Regions from separate parts of the Mus musculus genome. Here all the other regions are linked to region 6. The links are chromatin contacts, called in public Hi-C, HiChIP or PLAC-seq, Micro-C and promoter capture Hi-C maps. All regions are on one chromosome and are shown on one strand. Each heading gives the region's core, a stretch centred on a gene start, on an enhancer-like site or on the middle of the called end of the contact. The rest is flanking DNA. Distances are from core to core; before and after follow the strand shown. Region 1 holds the start of Ndufv3 (NADH:ubiquinone oxidoreductase core subunit V3). Region 2 holds the start of Brd4 (bromodomain containing 4). Region 3 holds the start of Notch3 (notch 3). Region 4 overlaps Brd4 (bromodomain containing 4). Region 5 holds the start of Pde9a (phosphodiesterase 9A). Region 6 holds the start of Sik1 (salt inducible kinase 1).

What was found. Promoter capture Hi-C pulls out the DNA fragments that hold promoters and counts their contacts. Hi-C and Micro-C count contacts between places; a contact is called where the count stands out from the background. HiChIP or PLAC-seq counts read pairs in DNA pulled down with a chosen protein or histone mark. Capture Hi-C pulls out chosen DNA fragments and counts their contacts.
Region 1: an H3K27ac HiChIP or PLAC-seq map of microglia shows a contact between it and region 6, with 8 times the contacts expected there. The contact joins the promoter of Ndufv3 here to the promoter of Sik1 in region 6. A contact is called at or near these places in 7 of 39 promoter capture datasets (the 3T3-L1 cell line, 3T3-L1-derived adipocytes, hippocampal neurons and 2 more), 35 of 484 Hi-C or Micro-C datasets (B cells, CD4 T cells, CD8 T cells and 23 more), 14 of 115 datasets of contacts at active chromatin or transcription factors (the SCID.adh cell line, astrocytes, bone marrow-derived macrophages and 7 more) and 3 of 9 other capture datasets (embryonic stem cells, liver and pancreatic islet).
Region 2: a contact with region 6 is called in a promoter capture Hi-C map of pancreatic islet. The contact joins the promoter of Brd4 here to the promoter of Sik1 in region 6. A contact is called at or near these places in 2 of 39 promoter capture datasets (hippocampal neurons and pre-B cells), 2 of 484 Hi-C or Micro-C datasets (B cells and CD8 T cells), 1 of 115 datasets of contacts at active chromatin or transcription factors (pancreatic cancer cells) and 2 of 9 other capture datasets (adipose tissue and pancreatic islet).
Region 3: a Micro-C map of embryonic stem cells shows a contact between it and region 6, with 2.2 times the contacts expected there. The contact joins the promoter of Notch3 here to the promoter of Sik1 in region 6. A contact is called at or near these places in 1 of 39 promoter capture datasets (hippocampal neurons), 2 of 484 Hi-C or Micro-C datasets (B cells and embryonic stem cells) and 1 of 9 other capture datasets (adipose tissue).
Region 4: a contact with region 6 is called in a Hi-C map of cerebral cortex, with 2.3 times the contacts expected there. The contact joins the enhancer-like site here to the promoter of Sik1 in region 6. A contact is called at or near these places in 2 of 39 promoter capture datasets (the 3T3-L1 cell line and the SN4741 cell line) and 7 of 484 Hi-C or Micro-C datasets (3T3-L1-derived adipocytes, the N1E-115 cell line, adipose-derived mesenchymal stem cells and 4 more).
Region 5: a contact with region 6 is called in a promoter capture Hi-C map of second pharyngeal arch cranial neural crest. The contact joins the promoter of Pde9a here to the promoter of Sik1 in region 6. A contact is called at or near these places in 2 of 39 promoter capture datasets (cranial neural crest and second pharyngeal arch cranial neural crest) and 1 of 115 datasets of contacts at active chromatin or transcription factors (embryonic stem cells).

Annotation. Positions count from the first base shown.
Region 1 is chr17:31,518,505-31,521,378 of GRCm38.p6, forward strand. It overlaps Ndufv3 (NADH:ubiquinone oxidoreductase core subunit V3), which reads left to right and starts at 1,611. Exons shown (of 4, transcript NM_030087.2): 1 at 1,611-1,757. The coding sequence starts at 1,710. It also overlaps a transcript of Wdr4 not described here.
Region 2 is chr17:32,282,337-32,285,516 of GRCm38.p6, forward strand. Brd4 (bromodomain containing 4) reads right to left here and starts at 1,797. Exons shown (of 20, transcript NM_020508.4): 1 at 1,727-1,797.
Region 3 is chr17:32,165,550-32,168,773 of GRCm38.p6, forward strand. Notch3 (notch 3) reads right to left here and starts at 1,341. Exons shown (of 33, transcript NM_008716.3): 1 at 1,127-1,341. The coding sequence starts at 1,244.
Region 4 is chr17:32,206,465-32,209,726 of GRCm38.p6, forward strand. All of the region lies in intron 12 of Brd4 (bromodomain containing 4), which reads right to left. Among named protein-coding and RNA genes, the nearest start is that of Ephx3, 19 kb to the left of the region's middle. Within about 2 kb of position 1,602, at least 59 of the 459 cell types and tissues checked have an H3K27ac peak or open chromatin away from gene starts, as enhancers often do. A contact at or near this core is called in 3T3-L1-derived adipocytes, cerebral cortex and cortical neurons, where this site is marked.
Region 5 is chr17:31,384,465-31,387,559 of GRCm38.p6, forward strand. It overlaps Pde9a (phosphodiesterase 9A), which reads left to right and starts at 1,770. Exons shown (of 19, transcript NM_008804.4): 1 at 1,770-1,892. The coding sequence starts at 1,824.
Region 6 is chr17:31,854,249-31,857,328 of GRCm38.p6, forward strand. It overlaps Sik1 (salt inducible kinase 1), which reads right to left and starts at 1,556. Exons shown (of 14, transcript NM_010831.3): 1 at 1,424-1,556; 2 at 646-816; 3 at 1-76. The coding sequence starts at 801.

The DNA of each region.
Region 1 (2,874 bases), core at 361-2,860, 340 kb before region 6:
ATGGGCTCCACCTCTTACTACACCCATAATAATGGATTACTTCCCACAGCCCCACCTCTTATTGCTTCTAGTCCTTCACCATCACCCTGGAGACCAAGAACTTCCAGCTCATGAGCCCTCGGAGGGCAAATGCATACAGCTCTCCCACTGAGTAGTCTTTCCCTTGCATTTGTTCTTGCATCTCCCAGTTCCTCCAGCGTCTAAACTGGTCGGCTGTGAGAAGTGGAGGTTTTGAGTCCTATGGTTTTACAGCTCCAACTCCAGTCCCACAAAGGACAGGTGGTACCCGTTCCCCTCAGTATTATTTACTCACCTCTAAAGCATGCAAGTGTCCCCTGGAGACAAGAGTAGGTGAAGAAGGACAATTATTTGTGTGGTAGATCGAGCTTCTTCTCAGCCCACAGTGTCCGTAGCAATCTCATGTCACAGAAACCTTTCCCATTCTCAGATCTAGAAGATGCTCTCACATGGGCTGTCTCCAGTCTTCAGAGGCCTGCAATGCACTCTGTCTCTGGAGCCTGAACACTCCTTGGAGCTCCCGTCATGCCATTGTCCCCCTGACAGCCTGGACACAGCATTAACAGCTCTAATATTTTTTTTTCTTCTCAGTAATTCATTTCATTGTTCTGAATCCTTTCACTGACATTGAATTTTCCTTGGTGGAAAATTGGAGGTATAGACATAACCATCTATGTGAAATACTTACTGTGCACTGGGCAAACGTGTGCGAGGGGCCACCAATCAATCAGTGGGAAGAGGAATTCCAATAACACATACTGTAACACAGCTGTGCCTTAGATATGGTTCTCCAAAAAGCTTTGTGTGTTAAAGGCTTGGTCCTCAACTGGTGAAGTTGGGTGTGCATGTGTGTGAGTATATATATATATATGTGTGTGTGTGTGTGTGTGTGTGTGTGTGTGTATAATAGGGACAAATGACAGGTACTTTTCTTTCTCCTCCCCCCCCCCCACACTTAATTGTTATATATAAGTATACTGTAGCTATTTTCAGACACCAGAAGAGGGCATCAGATCTCACTATAGAGGGTTATGAGCCACTATGTGGTTGCTGGGATTTGAGCTCATGACCTCTGGAAGAGCTGTCAGTGCTCTTAATCGCTGAGCCATCTCTCTAGCCCCAAGTTTATCTATTGATTACAAACAATCTTTACAGTTACTCTGTAAAAGAGCAGGCTGTCTTTGAACTAGCCCTACTGCTGGTATGGTAGGTGGGCACCTCCATGCCCAGCTTCTGGTTTGTTTGTTCAAGACCACGCCCCTACTGGGCAAGCGCACTACCACCGAGTTGTATCTCCAAGAAACAACAAACTCACAAAGATCTCACCAAACACAGAAGTCTCTCAAGTCGAACCAGAAACGCAAAGGACATGATTCTAGCTGTGCAATTTTGGTAGGTTACAGACCAGAGTTAAGGGCGAGATCAGGGCAAGGTGGGCAGGCCCAAATCGGAGGGGCGGGACTTTCAGCGGGATCTACCCAGGGGAGGACCCCACGCTTTCCCGAACCCGGAATTGGTGGACTCAGTTAGGGGCGTGGCCTTAAGGAGCCCTCCCAGAATGCGCGCGCAAACGCTTGGGTCCACCATGGTGTGCGATTGGTGAACGTGGACGCGGGGCGGAGCCTGGGGTGGTGCGTGTGCACAAGTAGGTCACGTACCTAAGTGCGACCTCCGCTCTTGGCATTTGTGCCATGGCGGTCTCTCTCCTCCTGCGGGGAGGACGGATCCGGGCGCTGAAGGTAAAGGGCTAACGGGCGGGACATACCGGGCCCTTAGCCTGACCCTTAACTGCACCCGTGGGCCCGGTGCGGAGAGGGGTCCTAGGGCCTGTGCTCACCTGACCCGGACAGAAGGGTTTTCTCTGCAGGAGTGAAACCGAGTCACTGAGGCTGTTTTTAAAACGAAACCTGGCTTTCTCTGCAAAACTAGTATTGGGTTTTGTTTGGGTTGGGTTCGGTGGATGGAACCTAGGGCCCTGCGCTTGCTTGTCAAGAGCTGTCATTGAACTGGCCCCAAAGCAGGAAATGCTCACAGCAATATAAAATACAGGTGACAGAGGGCTCCCGTCGTCAAATGGGCACTGTTTAATTATTCCTTCAGGTATATTGCTCCCAGCGATTTTTTTCCAGCGTGTATCGGTACACATAATTTGTACACACACGGAGAATCATCAGTATAAATAGAAGTTTTCCGGTTCTTTTGCTCCACCCCCCAACCCCCTCCCTAGCATGAAGCATCCTAGGATCTAACACATACCTTAGCGGTTGCCGGCTGAATTACAATAAGATTCTTCTCAAATTGTAACACTTCTGAAGCAATTATCTACATCCTATTTACTAGTAGATAGTGTTTCTGCAACTTTACTAACTGTAGGGAGATAATTTTGCAAAAAGAAACATAGTATTTTGTAAAGTAACAAAATAGCCAGTAGAGTAAACTGGCTGCCCTGTATTAAGACCCAGGAGTCTTGGGCTGAGAGCCAACTGGGCCTTGCATCCAGGATCCAGGCCTGAGTGTTACAGCCGGCATGATGGCTGCCATCCAGAGGCCAGCACTTCCCTCCCCCCTCCCCCATGCTAACACAGGCTCCCCCCCTCCCCCCAACACAGGTCTGTCTAACTGAGGCTTTGCAGGACACGTGACAGCAAGAGCTTTTCTCAGAAGCATCTGTCTCCCATCCTCCCAACCCCTGAGCCCCAGGTTTCTGCAGAACATAGAACCAGGCTCTTCTCCAAGATATCCTGAAGCTTTGTATAACGAAGCTGGCAAAGTCTTTATTTTTAATAAAAACTTTCCAAGTGCCTATTTTGGGAAATTTCTGCAAAGATTAGGGAAATAAAGTTGTTTTCATTTACC
Region 2 (3,180 bases), core at 547-3,046, 430 kb after region 6:
AAGCAAAATCCCTTATCTTTAGCAATTTGCATGTGCAGAATGCTAACAAGATAAAAAGAGGTTTATTTCCAGTTAAGACCAACTAATACCACTTAAAAAGACTTACTTTACCTTGAGTCCTTAAATACTTTATTGGCTACCAAAGATAGGATGTACAAATCAGCAACAATATATTTTATAATTCTGGGCTTTTCCTTCTAGATTTGATCAATTCAATTCAGTCTTTGACAGTGTTACCTTTTCCAACCTTCCTAGTTGAAGCTTTGAGAAGGAAGGAGTTGGTTACCTATAAATGCCCTCTATGGAAAGATCATTCTCCATCCAAATTAAAGTGAATAAAATAATGTTCTTGTAAATTATTGTAAAGCCCATAAAACTGAGCCCCAGCTGAAGACTTCTAAACAGGGTTTGTCTGTATACCCTGGCAGTCCTGGAACTCACTTTGTAGACTAGGCTTGCCTCGAACTAAGAAATCCACCTGCCTCTGCCTCCCGAGTGCTGGGATTAAAGGCGTTCGACACCACGCCCGGCTAGCTGAAGACTTCTTGAAATTGAAAACACATTCATAATTCCTTTGCATTTTTGTGGGTGACATTCTTTTTTTTTCTTTTTTTTTTTTTTAATTTATAGCTGTCTTCATAAACCCCAGAAGAGGGCATCAGATCTCATTACAGATGGTTATGAGCCACCATGTGGTTGCTGGGATTTGAACTCAGGACCTTTGGAAGAGCAATCAGTGCTCTTAACCGCTGAGCCATCTGTCTAGCCCTGTGGGTGACATTCTTTACAACACCCAAGCTCTACCAATTCCAAGGGAAGTTGACATCTCCATTCATAAAAATTTTCCAATTTTTTATTATAGCACTGAAGAGCACATTGGCTTAGAAGTACACTGAGAGTTGGATTTTAGTAACCAGGGGCTATTAATATCACCTTTGATGATAAGTAAAGACATTCTCAAGAGGGCTGCTGCAACTGGCATCCAACATATATACACACACAGGAGATAATCTCACCAGATTTCGAAAAGCATAAACAAGTAAACAAGCAGGCTAAAAACACTTTTAAAAAAACAAACAAAAAAACCCTTGTCTTGAGTAACAGGGAGGTCAGCCAATCAGCAGAGGCACATGACTCACCCACCGGCCTGAGCAAAAGTATTCACACTGTCCACTACACTAACGTGGGATTTCCCATCTCCAACCCAGCTCGGCCTTGGGGGCTTCTTGTTTAAGTGCTATTTCCGTGTTTGTGTGTAAGGGGGGGGGGGGTCATTTTGCTGAATCACAACTCTCCAACATCCCCACCCTAAACCGACACACTCCTGCAAGTAAGAAGCCATTGCAAGGGACGGCAGCAAGCAGAGACCCATCAAAACAAAGCACCCAAAGAGTAGGCTTCCAGGTTGGGAGTGGGTGGGTCGAGAGGGACTCCTGGTCCTTCGTCACCCTTCCTGTCCCCTGGGTCCAGCCTGGAGCAGGCGTGCAATGGAAGCTCTCTCCCTGTGAACAAAATCTTCTACCTCTTTCTAGGCAGAGCTCCGGGGACAGCCGGAAAGGTGAGACTATGAAGCGGGAACTCGCTATCCCAGCACTGGCAGGAGTACCCAGCTGACGGAAGGAGAGCGCGCCGGGGCACGACGCGCAAGAGCGACCCGCCCCAAGGGGGAACTGCAACCAGAGAGAGCGGGCGGTACCCGCGGTCAGCATCCCCGGCCCGGACTTACGCGGCCCGGCGCGCACCGCAGATCCAGAGGCAGTCGCTTCCTCCTCCTCCTCCTCCTCCTCCTCCTCACTTGACAAAATGGCGGCGGCAGGAAGTGCCGGGAGCTTGGCCCGCCCCCCGCCCGCCCCCGGCCGCCCAGCGCGCCCGCGCCCCCGGTCCCGGTCCCGGTCCCGTTCCCTGCCGCCGCCCGCGCCAAGGGGGACAGCGGCGGGCGCAACTGCCCCGGTACAAAGTCCGCGAGCCCACTCGGCCGCCGCCGCCCCAACGGCGCGGGCTGCCCCGGCAGGGCGCGAGAAGCACCAGGCTCCGGGCCCACGAAACTGCGGCCTCCCCACCCCCGCGCCGATGGCGTAGGTGGTGGCGCACCAGCCCCATTACGCAATGCAGGTTACGCGGGCCGCGCCGTGGGGCCCCGGCAGCCCGCCTCGCGGCCGCGAAGGACACCGGTCCCCTCACCTGAGACGCTAGGCCGCACGCCGCCGCACGCTGTCCGGGACGCCAAGCCGGGGCCCGTCCGCCGCGCCCGCCGCGCCGCTGCGCTCACAGGCCCCGCTCGCCCGCGGGCACTGCTGGCAGCCTCCGCCGCAGCCGCCGCCACTGCTTCGGTTCCTCGGCTGCGGGAGAGCAGAACAAACAGCCCTGCCGCCGCCGCCAGCGCACTGATGTCACCACGCACGCTGCGCGCGCGGCCCCGTGTCATCGCCGCCGCCCGGCGTGCGCGTCCCGCTGGTCCTCCCAGGTCCGGAGAGCTTCGTTAGTGCCGGCGGCGGTTGTAGAGGTGAGGACAGGAGACTGGCTCCCCCGACTGGGGGGAGGAGGGCGGGAGTCCTTGGAACACGATCGAGGGTCTCTGAGGACTGTGTACCCCAGAGGGATACACAGAAGAGGGAAGATCAAGAGAAGACAAGAAGAGTCTTCAGGGCCATCCATAAGGAAACAGCTTTTCGGAGGAAGCCGACACGCAGACTCAGGGAAGGAACCTTGCAGATGAGTGGGGATCTTCACATGCAAGAACGACAAGAAAAGATTTTTTTTTTTCCCCCAGAGCTGAGGACCGAACCCAGGGCCTTGCGCTTGCTAGGCAAGCGCTCTACCACTGAGCTAAATCTCCAACCCCAAGAAAAGATTTTTAATCCAAAAATTTAAATAATCCGATGACAGACTCAAAAGAGCAGATGGTGAAGAGAGCCCTCAGACAGGTGATAGAGGAACATTAAGGCCAGAGGACTATGGCTAGTTGTGTGTCAGTGGGAACTGACAATTGCTGAAAATACAGACACGTTTCACTATATTCACTACACTCAATTTATGGAATCAACTTAAGGAAAATATTTCATGTATCATGAAATAAGAGAATGAGCCAGCGGGGATTTTTTTTTTCAGAGCAGGATCTTAAGAATTCTTACCCTTCTTGTCTCAGCCTTCCAAGTAATGAGATTACATGTGTTCACCACC
Region 3 (3,224 bases), core at 91-2,590, 310 kb after region 6:
TGCATTTTTTTCCCTTTCTATGTGTGACAGGCCATGAGTCTGCACTGGCCCCGCGGGGGCGGTGGCTCCTGCCCAGTCCTGCCTAGTAGAGCCTAGAGGCTAAGCCACTCTCTATGCAACTCTCACCCGGCCCAGCACTGAGTCCCACCATAGGAGCCCTAGAACCCCTGGCCACAGCCAACTGCCTATGCCCCTCCCCCGCTGATCAGGCCTCCCGGGGCAGGGGTGGGGGCGCCCCCTCAGTCCCCGCTCTGGCCCTTCGTGGGTCCCGCTTTGTCTGGCAAAGAAAGCGTGAGGCCGGCCGGGGGGAGGGGGTGTCTAGACGGCGAAGCCATTGTCCCGAGCGGGGGAGGGGAGCTCAGAGTGGAGGAAGAGGGGAGGGGGGCCCAGGCATGCTGGGGAGGGGCTGCGGCCACAGGGATGGGGGCCCAGAAGCTGGAGATGAGCACGTGGACCTCGCCCCTTCTCCTCCCGGCACAGAGACGGGGTCCCGAGACTACGGGATCCCGGCGGCCTGAAGAGGGATCGGGCGGCACGCGGGGGAGGGGGCGCGGGCTTCGCAAGGGCTCCAGCTCCTGCTTCTCGCGCTCCAGCGCCGGGTCTTGCAGCTCTCCAACATGAGACGTTTTCTCCGAGTTCAGAGCTCCGAGAACTCCGCGCCCCCTCCTTGTCCCCCCCCCCCCTTCACGGCCCGCCCGGGATAGGGGAGGCGCTTTTGTGCAAGGGGTCCTAGGCCTTGGGGGGTCCTTGAGCCCCCATCCTAACCTTCCCAGGACTCCAGGCAGAAGTAGGATGGGGTGAGCCTGAAACTTTTGGTACACCTCGCTTCCGAATTTCAGCCCCAGATTCCCACAACTCCAGCTCCTACTCTTGGACTCTTGATTCATTCAAGGGTCTCGATTCCTTGGGCCTCTAGGATCCTGCCTTCCCATCATGAATCTGTGCGAACCCCATGACTGATACACACCCCCAGCTGCTGCATCTCTGCCCCGGCTTTAATCCTGGGGGGGCAGGTCCTCTAAATTCCAAACTTAGGAGAATATATATATATATATATATACTTTTTTTTTTTTGCTTCCCCGCCCCTGCAACCCCAGTCCCACCCTCCGAGTCCCTGATCCCTCACCTGCAGCCCCCAGCCCCGCTAGCAGCAGCAGCAGGGGCAGCGCCCGCATGGGCGGTGGTGGCGGTGGCAAGGCCATCAGGCGACGACGGCGGCGGCGGCCCCGGGCCCCCAGCCCCATGGCGGCCGGCCACGACCCTCCCTCCTCCCTCCTCCCTCTTTCCCAGGGCTCCGGGCACGTCCCGGGCCAGCCTCCGCGCCGCCAACTTCGCCGAAGTGAGGCTGTCGGGCTGCCCCGCCCCCAGGCCTGGGCGGCTCGCCCCGCCCCGGGGCCGGCTCTGAGCGCCCCCGCCCCCTGCCCGGCCTCCTGGGGTCCGACCCTTCTACCCGCCAAGCCTGGGACTTGCAGACCTCGGTACACTCAGGTCTGCCACAAGAGATGCGGGCTTAACCTGCGTGACGTGACAGGTATCCAGCTCGTGAGCACATCCATCCTTATCCTCCAGCACACAACCAAAGCCAGGGCTCACACACACAGTCATGACACAAACGCAAACACCCCTGACTCCAAACCCTCTAAACCTGGGTGTAGAGAGGCCAATGAACAAAAGTAGCCGCACCCATGCAAACCATATAGAAGTTTCATGGGGACACTAAACATCAATCACCTCAAAACTCAGGCTCCAACTGCGCCACAAACCCGGGCGGGCAGCATTTACAATCTGGCCAGGGGTTTCGTGGATATGAGTCTCATGTACCTGTGTGCAGCTCTCCTACAATGTGAAGATCACAAAGGTCTACCGAAGAGGGAAAGGTGCTTGCTGCCAATCACAGACACCCGAGTTCAATTCCTGGGCCTCCCATGCTAAAATAAAAAAACCAACACATACATTGTCTTCTGACTGCCACATGTACCCCGTGATACACATGCACTCCTACACACACTGTGCTCGAATGCTTGCACGCACGCGCGCGCACACACACACACACACACACACACACACACGCTTATGTGCGCAAGAAATAAGATAAAATACTTTGTAAAAAAAATCCACACCAGCTCCTAGCACATCCCACACTCTACATGGTTTTACCATGAGGCCTATCATTTCGTTGCCATTCACTGAGTTTTACATCCAGGAGACCTGCAAAGGCTCTGAACACTCCCTCTGTGTGAAGTGAGAATGGAAGCTCTAGAGGTGCATTCAGGGGAAATCTCAGGAGTCGGGTGAAGGGTGCCGTTCTTGAACATCTCCATCACTAGGAGACCAAAGGACTGAAACAGAGGACCCATATAATCCTGGAAGGGCATACACAGACACTCCTGTAGTGGGAGGAGAGAACAACTTCCACAAGTTGTCCTCTGATCTCTACATTGTAGAGGGCCCATCTCCCCTCCCTGCCGCGCCCCCCCCCCCAACTGGCTACATAATAAATAAGTGTATTTTTGTTAATTGGGGAAGATGTCATGGTTCACACGGTCTCCAGAGGCAAAGGCAGATAGATCTGTGAATTCAAAGCCAGCCTGGTCTACCTAGCAAATTCCAGGACAGTCACGGATACACTTTTTAAAGATTTATTTGTGTGTGTGTGTTTCTCTGTGTGTGTGTGTGTGTGTGTGTGTGTGTGTGTGTGTGTGTGTGTGTGCACTAGTGTGAGTACCTGCATATGCAGAGACCAGGGAAGGCACTGCACCCCTCAAAGCTGGAGTTATGGTCATTTGTGGAATAGCCAGCTTGTTACATGAGACAACTGGAATCTGAAATCAGATCCTCCTGCTGCTGCTGCTGCTCTCTTAACAACTGAACAGTCTTTCAGGCCCACTTCGTTGTTGTCCTACTTTGGGGGCTTCTCCTTTTCAGGCAGAGTCTCGTGCAACCCAGACTGGCCTTGAACTTACTGAAACCAGAATGACCTAGAAGTCCCAGTCTTCCTGGCTTTGCCTCCCAGTGCTAGGATTAAGGGTATGAGCTTCCATGCCTGATTTTTGTGATGCTGGGGCCAGAACCTGGGGTTTCCAGTGTGTAAGGGAGACACTCTACCATGTAACCACATCTCCAGTCCTCACCCAAGTTTCTACTCAAAGTTTTATGGTTATTCCGAATAACATCCCTTATAGCTTCTTTGTGGACCGAAGACTGGATCCCAGATCTTCACCTCA
Region 4 (3,262 bases), core at 352-2,851, 350 kb after region 6:
CAGCTTCCATCTGATCAAGCCAACCAGGGTGGCCCCACATGGGAGGTCACAATGTTCATCCTCCCGGTGAATTAGCTTTCCTGGGCTAAAGTCACTGCAAGGTCTGGAGTCTCAGAAAAAGATGGAAGGGACGAAGAGAGGAAACACACTGTGATCAGGCTTTGCACACAGAGCAGCACCACATGTATGCATAGAGGAGGATTATTATCACCCTCTAGGAGATGCCACCCACCCAGAGGACCCCAGATGACCAGGGAGGCTGGGCAGGATAGCCAGGCAGTCTTTGTACAGAGAGGCCCAGGCAGCAGGCCAGGCAGGCAGCCTTCCTGAAGGTGAAACTAGGTGTGTGCTGCTGGACATGACTAATCCACCCCAGGGGATAGGCCCAGGGCTCTGAGCAATTCCATAACTTGATGGAGTCCTGTCCCTTTCACAGAAGAAAATGGGACTTAAGCTATAGCTCGCTGGGAAGGAATCTGGAACTGAAGACCGTTTTATTAAGAGTCCGTGTCCAATGATTAGGCAGGACCTAATAGAGGGAGAAAGAAACCAGTGTGAGAGAATGGTGTGGAATGTACCGTTCAAGTTACAAGAACAGAAGAATTGCAGACTGGGCCAGGTTCTGTGCCCTAGTGACTGAAAGGGCTCAAGAAGACCTTGTTGGAAACCAAGAGCCCCATCCTTGACTGGCCTGCCTTGGCAGGGATGGATAAATCTACACCACAGAAAGGCCACAGTGTATGTACAAGTCTCTAAAATTGTTTGAAGCTTGTCTGCACTTCTAAACAAAACTGATTCTGCTAATGAGTTCCATGTGCCCTGACTATGTATTCTGGTATTTTCTTTACTCCTGAAGTCCCTCTTACATGTGAGAGGTGCCCACTGCCCCCAAGCTATCTCACCAGCCAGGTGTGTCAAAGTCACCAGGAACCAGCTTCAGAAAAGCAAACTACCAACCCTTTCTCATAGAGTGGTCAGAGAAGAAAAGCCCCCAATTAAAAAAAAAAACTTCCCACTGAGGAAGGCATAGAGCAGAGCCATTTCTGTCTATTTCCACATCTCTATTAAAAGCAAATTGGTGACATAACAATTGTTGAGGGAAGGAAGAGGTCAAAGAGGCCTTATCCTTTCCATCCTTTTTCAGGACATCCAATATGGATTCTGGTCCAGAGAGGGGTCTGGACTGGTTCCCACATGTAGCAGAGTGGCGCCACTGCTGGAATTATAAATGTTACAATCCCTAGTCCCAGAACATGCCTGGGAAAACCCCGCCCACTCAGCCACATTCCACAAAGCTGGCCCTCACTCTGGGGAAGCCCAATCAATCCCTTCAAACTCCTGAGCTTCTGGAGGTGCCACCTGGCTCAGTACATTTCCTACTCTCAAGAGGCCTTAACCCTTTCTGAAGTAACTGTCACATTCTGATAGCAGGATCACTATACCCCTGAAGGGAAGTCTCAAAGATCCTGGGGCCAGGGAGCTGAAGCTGGCTCCCTGATCAGAGTCTCTAGAGTGTGTCTCATTGCCCCTGTCTGCACTTCCCAGCTCCAGCCTTTCCAAAACACCACGCATTCCTCTTTACCCTGGAGCTATTAAGGAACACCCACATGTTCCAATCCTGGGAAAAGGAAGTAAGACTAAAATAGCTGGACCGTGCTCTTGCATGAACAGACTGCGCTTCCAGAGCTTTCTCACTGTATGGCTCCAATCCCACTCTAGGCCAGGCAGCTGAGGTACACTATAGGGGTGACTCCAGAGTGGATGCACATAATTAGCTATGTAGCTACCTATACTCACAAAGACCTGTGGAAAATATATGAGGAGAACCAGATATTAGCAATATAATGAAAGAACTTTACCCCATATGAAGGATGATCTGATTCTATACTGGTGACTGAGAGAGTTCTGGGAAAGGAGAGCCACAGTGTCTTACACCCTGACTTTCCCCGCCCAAGTTTGAAGACTTCCTAAAGTTGAAGGGAGTTACACCTGGGCCTTATTCTGTTTATTCTAACATGGAACCAGTAAGCAGTTCCAGACTCAAGCTAGAGTCAAAGCTCAATGAAAAACAGAACAGCCCAACTACAAATAACTGGGTTCAAGACAAATGTCACGAAGGGCCACTGGTGCAGTTGCTACACATGGAGGATCACACAGTGGCTGGAATCCAGCCAGTAAAGCATCCCACCCACTCATCGTCAGTGTGGTCTAACCCTATGCATTCTTGTATACCTTCTAGCCCCTACTGAATGCTTCTCTTCAGTTGCTTTAGATGGTCTGTATCACCGGGGCCATGGTAGTACAATTGACCCTTAGTACAAATAACAAAAATAGGTTCCATGAGAAATTTTAGCTTTAATTCAAGTAGAAAAATAAGAACATGAAAAACATAAACTAGACCCAAAGACCAAAGTGAAACAACTTCCGTGTCTACACCATCTCTACCTTGGCCTCCTGACATGGTAGTACTACTTGTTACAGAGGCTAGCTAAGGTGGCTGGGCTTCCTGGACCCAGGAGATCAGCTACTAGAGTATTCACCCACCTCTGCACTCCAAATATCACAAACAGCAGTACCTGTGTGGTATGAGGAGACAGAAGATGTTTTGCTAGTATATGCATGTGTCCATGGATGACCATGTCTTTTTGTGTCTTATGTGGGGTTCTAAAACAAAATCTCATGTTAACAGCTTCACAAGACAGCACTCTGTACATAGTAGGAAATAAAAACTAGTGGTCTGAACGAAGACAAGTGGAGGCCAGCCAAAAATGGGAAGGATATCATCTGGAATGAAGGAGAGGCTCAGCCCAGGAGCCAAAATGGTCAGGGTCCATAGCCAAGGCCTAAAAGTCTGCGATCAGCAGCTCCATGACTTTAAATCCCACCCTCCTTCCCGCCAGGACAGCCGTTCCCAGGGCTCTCGGGTTACTTGTTGCACAAGCTTTCTACTTAAGTGAGGAGGCGGGTTAGGGGAAAAAAGTCTTCTTTCTGTAACAGTAGCAAAAAGCTGCTGGAAATGCCATCATGACAGCCATCAAGGAAAGACAGATGGAGGGCACTCATGTGGGACCATAGGAGGACTACCACTCAAAGAAGAGGGATATGGGGGCAGTGGCTCAAAAATACTTGTGTGTGGGGTCAGGGTCCTCTAAGATCCTAAAGGTAAGCCAAGATGTTTAGCATCAGGTTAGGGTCAGTCTCTGGGATTGTCATTTGAACACTTGGATTCTTAGAAAAGAAGGCTGCAAAATCTTAGGAGGGA
Region 5 (3,095 bases), core at 520-3,019, 470 kb before region 6:
CAGACCCCACCTTAAAGCCCTGTGTGCCATCACCCTCAAAACTCCAGTCACTTTTAAGTAATTCTCAACTGCCAAGCTTTGTCTAGGGCTACTTAGCTATACTAGGGGAGTGGGCAGGGGCCCCAGACAGCCAGGGTGGATTAGAACCATCAAGGTGATCAGGGGCTAGACAGCCTGTAGGTGGAAGATGGCTATCTCCTTCACCTTGTGAGTCCTCAGAGTGGGCGTAGCAGGGATCCCAAGCCTCCTACATCCTCGGGGATACGGGCTGCTGCTTTTGGGTCTCTCCCAGCGGAGGAGAGTAAGGGTATCTATGCTTCTAATGCATGCTGCTTTTGGAAGTCCCCGGCTTCATCCCTGCTCTGGACTCCAATAGCGCTGGAGCATTTTGGCAAGGCCAATGACCATCCACCAGGTGAAAACCAGAAAGGCCAAATGAGGGAAGGAAAAGGCCATGGACCAGGCTGTTTGGTGAGGCTGGTTCCTCTCAGGCCCATAGGATAAGGAGCCCCAGGCATTCTCAGCCAGCACAAGCCAGACAGCAGCAGATGGGCAGTGTGGCTGGAAATCCACTCAAGACAAACAATAGGCGCCTTCTCCAGCGGTTTGACAGCGGCTTCCAAGAGCAACAAGCAGCAGAGCCCCTCCTCCAGCTGTTCCCACAAGGAAAGCCCCAGAGAGTCATTTGTGTCCAGAGGCCAAGGAGACCTGAAATTCTCTCCCTTCAGGCTTACCATGTGCCCCCCAATCCCCATGAAAAATAGCAAAAGTATATGTGAGTGTTGTGGGGGCGTTGGTAAGGGAAGTGCTGCATCTAACAGATAGTTGACTGGGCAACCTTCCCTCTGCTTAAAGGGCAGGAACGGGGCTGCCCGGTCAACTCCAGGTGGAGGGAAACAGCCTTCCCGGCCCTTCCAGGAATGCACAGGCTGCTTGGGGAAGGAACTTTCCCCACTTCCGATTCAAATTAAGTGAGGGTGGCCTTTACTGCAGGATGGGGGTGTGTAAAAGGGGAGGGTGTAGTAGGGGGGAGGGAGAGCTGATTTCCCAGCACTTTGGGCCACAGCCACAGCTCTCAGCCCAATGACTGCTGTTAACTGACTGGTGTCTGTCTATAGGGGTGATCTCTGATCACCCTAAAGGGCACAGTGGGCATGTATGAAGGGGACCTTAGAAACAGGCTGTCAAGGTGACAGGAATCAAAGGAGAAGATGGGGAGGGGAGGGGATGGGGAGGGATAGAAAAGAAAGAGAGGGCCGGAGGAGGGAGGTGGGGAAGAGAGATGAGAGAGTGGGAAGGGACCCTAGGTGAGGAAAAGGGAGAAAGAAGGGGAGAGGGGGAAGGGAAAAGGTGGCAGAAAGGGAAGCAGGGTAGGGGAAGGAAAAGAAGGGGCGAGAGAACGGAATAGAGGAAGGTGGGCAGAGAAAGCAGGAGGAGGTGGGAGGGAGAAAGAGGAGAGCCTGGGAGACAGGAATAATGGGGGAAAGGCTGGGAGGGAGGGGGCAGACATGGGAGAGTGAGGAGAAAGGGTGGGGACGAAGGAGCTGAGCATGAGTGAGGAGGGGGAGAGGCGTTTGGGAGGAGCCTTGGAGAGAAAGGAGGAGGATGGAGAAGGGGAGGGATTGAAGAAGGGAAGGGAAGGGAGAGGAGGGGATGGAAGGGCGGGGCGGGCCAGCGCCGTGGGAGGAGGGGCGTGTGGAGGCCGCGAGCTGCCAGCTCTGGTTGGCTGGCCGCCCCCGCCCCTCCCCCCGCCCCCGCCCTCCCGGCGCGGCGGCCGCGGCGAGAAAGTAAGGTGAAAAAGTCCAAGTGCAGCTGCGGGCGCGATGGGGGCCGGCTCCTCAAGCTACCGGCCCAAGGCCATCTACCTAGACATCGATGGACGCATCCAGAAGGTACCCCGATCCCCCTCCCTCCGAGGCCTCCGTGCGCCCTAATAGGCGCAGGTGTCCCCACCGCGGGCTCGGAGCCCACGGATCAAGCTGATCTTGGCGGCTCGCCCCGGGAGGTACGGCAGCCTGCGGTGCAGACCCGCGGGGCCGGTTCCAGGTGGAGGGTGACAGTCTTGAGGGGGATCCTGCCTCTGCACCCTGTGGCCTCGCGGCGACTGAAGGGACCCGCTTTTGACTGTGCCGTACGCTGTCCTCCCAACCAACTTGAGCCACGTAGGAGTGCGGTTCGCCACAGACCCTTTTTGTTCATGGCCCTCCCCAGCCCTTCTAAAGACCCTTCTCTGGGCACAGAGTGCCCTTGACTTCTGTTGATTTTGACAAAGGGACAATGGGCAAGCTGGCCTGGAGGACGGTTGGGGAAGGGGGTGTCTCATTAGCTCCTCCTAAAGTGCCTATGGAAACGCCTTTTTTTGTGGGGGGAAATTGCACCCGGACATCTCAGGAAAGTCGGGCAGCTTGCTGTGGACTCAGCAAAGGAAGCTAAGGAGGGTTGCCTGCTGGGTGTGGGCCCTCCTTTCTCAGGTGTGCGCTCTCTTAGCTAGCTGGCTGGTTTGCTTCCCCAGTAGGAGAAACCTACCTTCCTCAGCCTGATCCTGGGAAAATGGGAAGTCCCATCCCTCCTCCAAGGTGGGCCCTTTGATAGGCTCGGTGACTTGGGGTGGCCTGAGAGGCACCTTCAAGCATCACTGCTCAGCTTCTTACTTAAGCAGGAAGGGCAGGTGCAGGCTCTGACTCCAAAGGCACAACTACAGAGATTTAACAGCCGCCCCTTCCAGAGGAAGGAAGGGCTCTCCTTGTGTGTCTTCCTGCTTCAGTCCACACGAGCACAGATGTGTTCATGCATGTATGCACAGTGTGTATACAAAGCACATATCTGTACACATACATTTCCCCCATCCCACTAAATGAGAATTTATTAAAGCTTTTTGTTTTGTTTTAATTTTGGCGCAAGGGATGGGCTTCATGCATATGAGGCAAACTCTTTGTCATTAAGCCATATTGCTGGACTTCTTTGAGCTCTTTAAAGAGGAAAGAGAAGGTGTCACCTGTTCGGCAGTGGTAGGTCCTTCCTAAATTCTCCTCAAAGGTCCTCAAAGAGCTGCTCAGCAATGCACGGAAAGTAGAAGAAAGGTTTAGGCCCTCCTG
Region 6 (3,080 bases), core at 306-2,805:
TGAGCTGGACCTCCCGGTAGATCTTCTCCAGATTGCTAGAATCTAACCGTGTCTTGTCAATTATTTTTATTGCAACCTACAGATTTTAAAAAGAAAAAAAGGGGGGGAAAAACTTCAAGTAACCTCATTACTTCATTTGTACTTTTTTTTTGGACAAATGAATTTCTCAAACATTTGATGTCTTCAAGAGGTCACAAGAAGTTGGGGGAAAAAATTAAAAGAAGCCACTAACATTTTTTAAAGGGATAGAAGTTAAATTAAAGCCTCTGTATTTTTCAGCTAGCTTTATTACAAGGAGCTGCTCACTTCTGTTGTGTTCCCCCCTCTCTATTTCTCTCTCTCTCTCCCTCTCTCTCTCTCTCTCTCTCTCTCTCTCTCTCTCTCTCTCTCTCTCTCTCTCTCTCTCTCTCGGAAGGGGGCGGTTGCTGGTCATTATTATCTTTGCTCTTCCCTAGTAATTGTACAAATTATGTAGAAGCATAATACAAAGCTTTTTTCCCCCTTTACCAGACTAAACAATGTCATCGTTTACAATTGTGACAATCAACTCCACAGGACTGAATCAGCACAGGGGGCCACCCCCTGGCTGGATCCACCCCCTGGTTTAGTCCCCCCCCCACACACACACACAACACGCGCGCGCACCTGCGTTTTGGTGACTCGGTGCCGCGCCAGCTTAACCACTGCAAAATTGCCTTTGCCCAGGGTCCGTTCCACGTCGTAAAAGCCCACCCGGAGGGGCTTCTGCTGGCCCTGGCCAGTGCCTGAGGGGACCGCACTGAACTCCGACATGATCACCATGGCTTCGGGCCGCACCTGCGGGTCAGCGAGGAGTGCGCTCAGCACCGACCGACTCCGGCTCGGTCCCGATCCCATTCCCCGCCAAACCCGGCCACTGAAACTGTGTCCGCCAGGCCACCACGCGTGCGTCCTCAACCCTCTGTTCCTCCAGCCCCAGGCTCCTAGTGTGGCCCCGACCCAGGTTCGCAGCTCACACCCCCACTCGCTCATTCCTTGATACAGTATCTCCTCGGCTAAAGTCCCCACGCACACACTCCTCTATCCCGAACCCCCAGCCTGCGCCCCCACGCGCGCGCCCCCTCGATCCCAGGTTCCCTCAGTGCGAGCCCCCACGCACGCGCCCCCCGACCTCCGGTCCCGGCCGGGCGCGCGCGCCAGCAGTCCACCCGCAGTCGACCCCAAGCCAGCTCCTGGACACCCTACGGTCCCGGGTTTTCACCGCGCTCCCGTCCACCAGTGCCAACGCTCGGCTCCTCAGGACAGGCTCCACAACCGGGCGCTCGCAGACCCGCCTCCGGGCGCCGACCCGCAACAATAGGGAGCCCGCCGGGCTGGAGTCCTGCCCGCGACCCCAGGCGCGCACCTGCGGGTTTCGGAGACCCGAACCCGCGCCATTGCTCACCTCCGCCGCCCTCCGTGAGCCCGACCCGGGATGCCACCCGCTCGGCTGCTAGCTCTGCTCCGGTGCCCGCCGTTCGCGCCGCCGCCGCCAACGCTGCCGCCACCGCCCGGGCCTCGCCGCATGTCAGCGCCCCGCCGCCGCCGGCCGCACGCGGCAACGCCCCGCCCCGCCCCGGCCCCGCCCCGCACAAGCCCCGCCTCGCCCCGCCCCCCGCGGCAGGCACAGCCCATTGACGTCGTTTTGACGCCAGAGCGACGCGCGGCCCGGTGCCTGCCGAGGGGGAGCGGAGATCGGGCGGTTGCCAAGAGACTGGAGGCTCTGACGCGCGCGCTGGTGAGGCCGTCGCCATGGCGACCGCGGGCGGTGACGTCAGGGGCCCGGCTCAGCAACCGCCCGAGACTGCTGGCGCCCCCTGCCGGGCATGGGCGACACTGCTGTAGCCCACCCCCCCACCCCACCCCCGCCCCCGACTAGGAGACCGAGCCTGCTTTAGGACCACTTCCAGGGGCTTCATGGTGGGTACGGTGCCCTTTGGGTGCTCAGTGCTCGCTTCGGACTCAGCAGGGTGGAATAGAGCTGCGGGATTTTCGGCGTGGGACTCTGGGGCTGATGGCCCTAGACTGATCAGTCTGCTATGCTGGGCACTCGATGTGCCGCCAGCAGTGGCTGCCCCTTGACCCTCACTTCATCCCTGAGAGGGCCGGCCAGCTGCAAGAATGCCTGGCTCTAGGAAAGTGTTGGTTAGTTGAACGCCACTTACTTTTGTTATAGAAAGAGAGAGGGGGGGGGGGAGGAGAGAGGAGAGAGAGAAAACCTCTAAATATTCAGCAAGTTGGAAAGTTAAAGCAGGAAAACGCGACTCATTTTCCCAAAGCCTCCTGCTTCAAGGGCCGCCTGGTCCAGCAGTGGTGTCCTGGGACAGCTGAATAGGACGCGTGCTTTAGACACGGGCTGCAAAAGGACCCAGCCACTACTCAGGGCTGATAGGTGGGGCCCTTGGAGGACTGGGCACTTTGCCCATTTTCTTGCTGTCTGCCAATTGGCCCACCCTGTCTGTCCCCAAGCTGCTTCCAGACAACAGATAGGACACAGGGCGGCTGGGACCTTGGAACTGACCCTGAGAGTGCCTGCCGGAAGCAGGGCCCATTAAAGGGGAGACGGAGTGTGGAGAGAGTGGAAATGGCATGTGTGTGACTCCTTCTGTTTGTGTTCCCTCACACCTCATCAGAAAGTAAGATGTGTTCTTAAGGGCAGACGAGAAAGGGGACAGACGATTCTCCAAAGGCTAGGAAGGTGGCGGTTTGGAGCTAAACTTCTGTGTCTCTCTTCCTCGTGGCTTCCTGTGTGAGAGAAAAACTAGCACCGGGTGGATTGATTAATCACAATTGATTCAGAATTCATCAGAATTCATTCCTCAACGGAGGAAGACTTCCTGGGTAGAGGCGGGTGGTAGGCTGGCCTGAGATAGGGCTCGCAGGGGCCAGCCATGTACTACTGCTACTGTACATTACTCCCACAAGGATCGTACCAGTTGCAGCCCTGCCTTTCCCGGTCCGTGTGTTTTGAAGGACATTCAAGGACAGTAGCCATCTCAGGGCCCCTTAGTCTTCCAACATGCTCCCCCTGGTTTGTCCCAGGTTCATAAATCAAGGTTTGG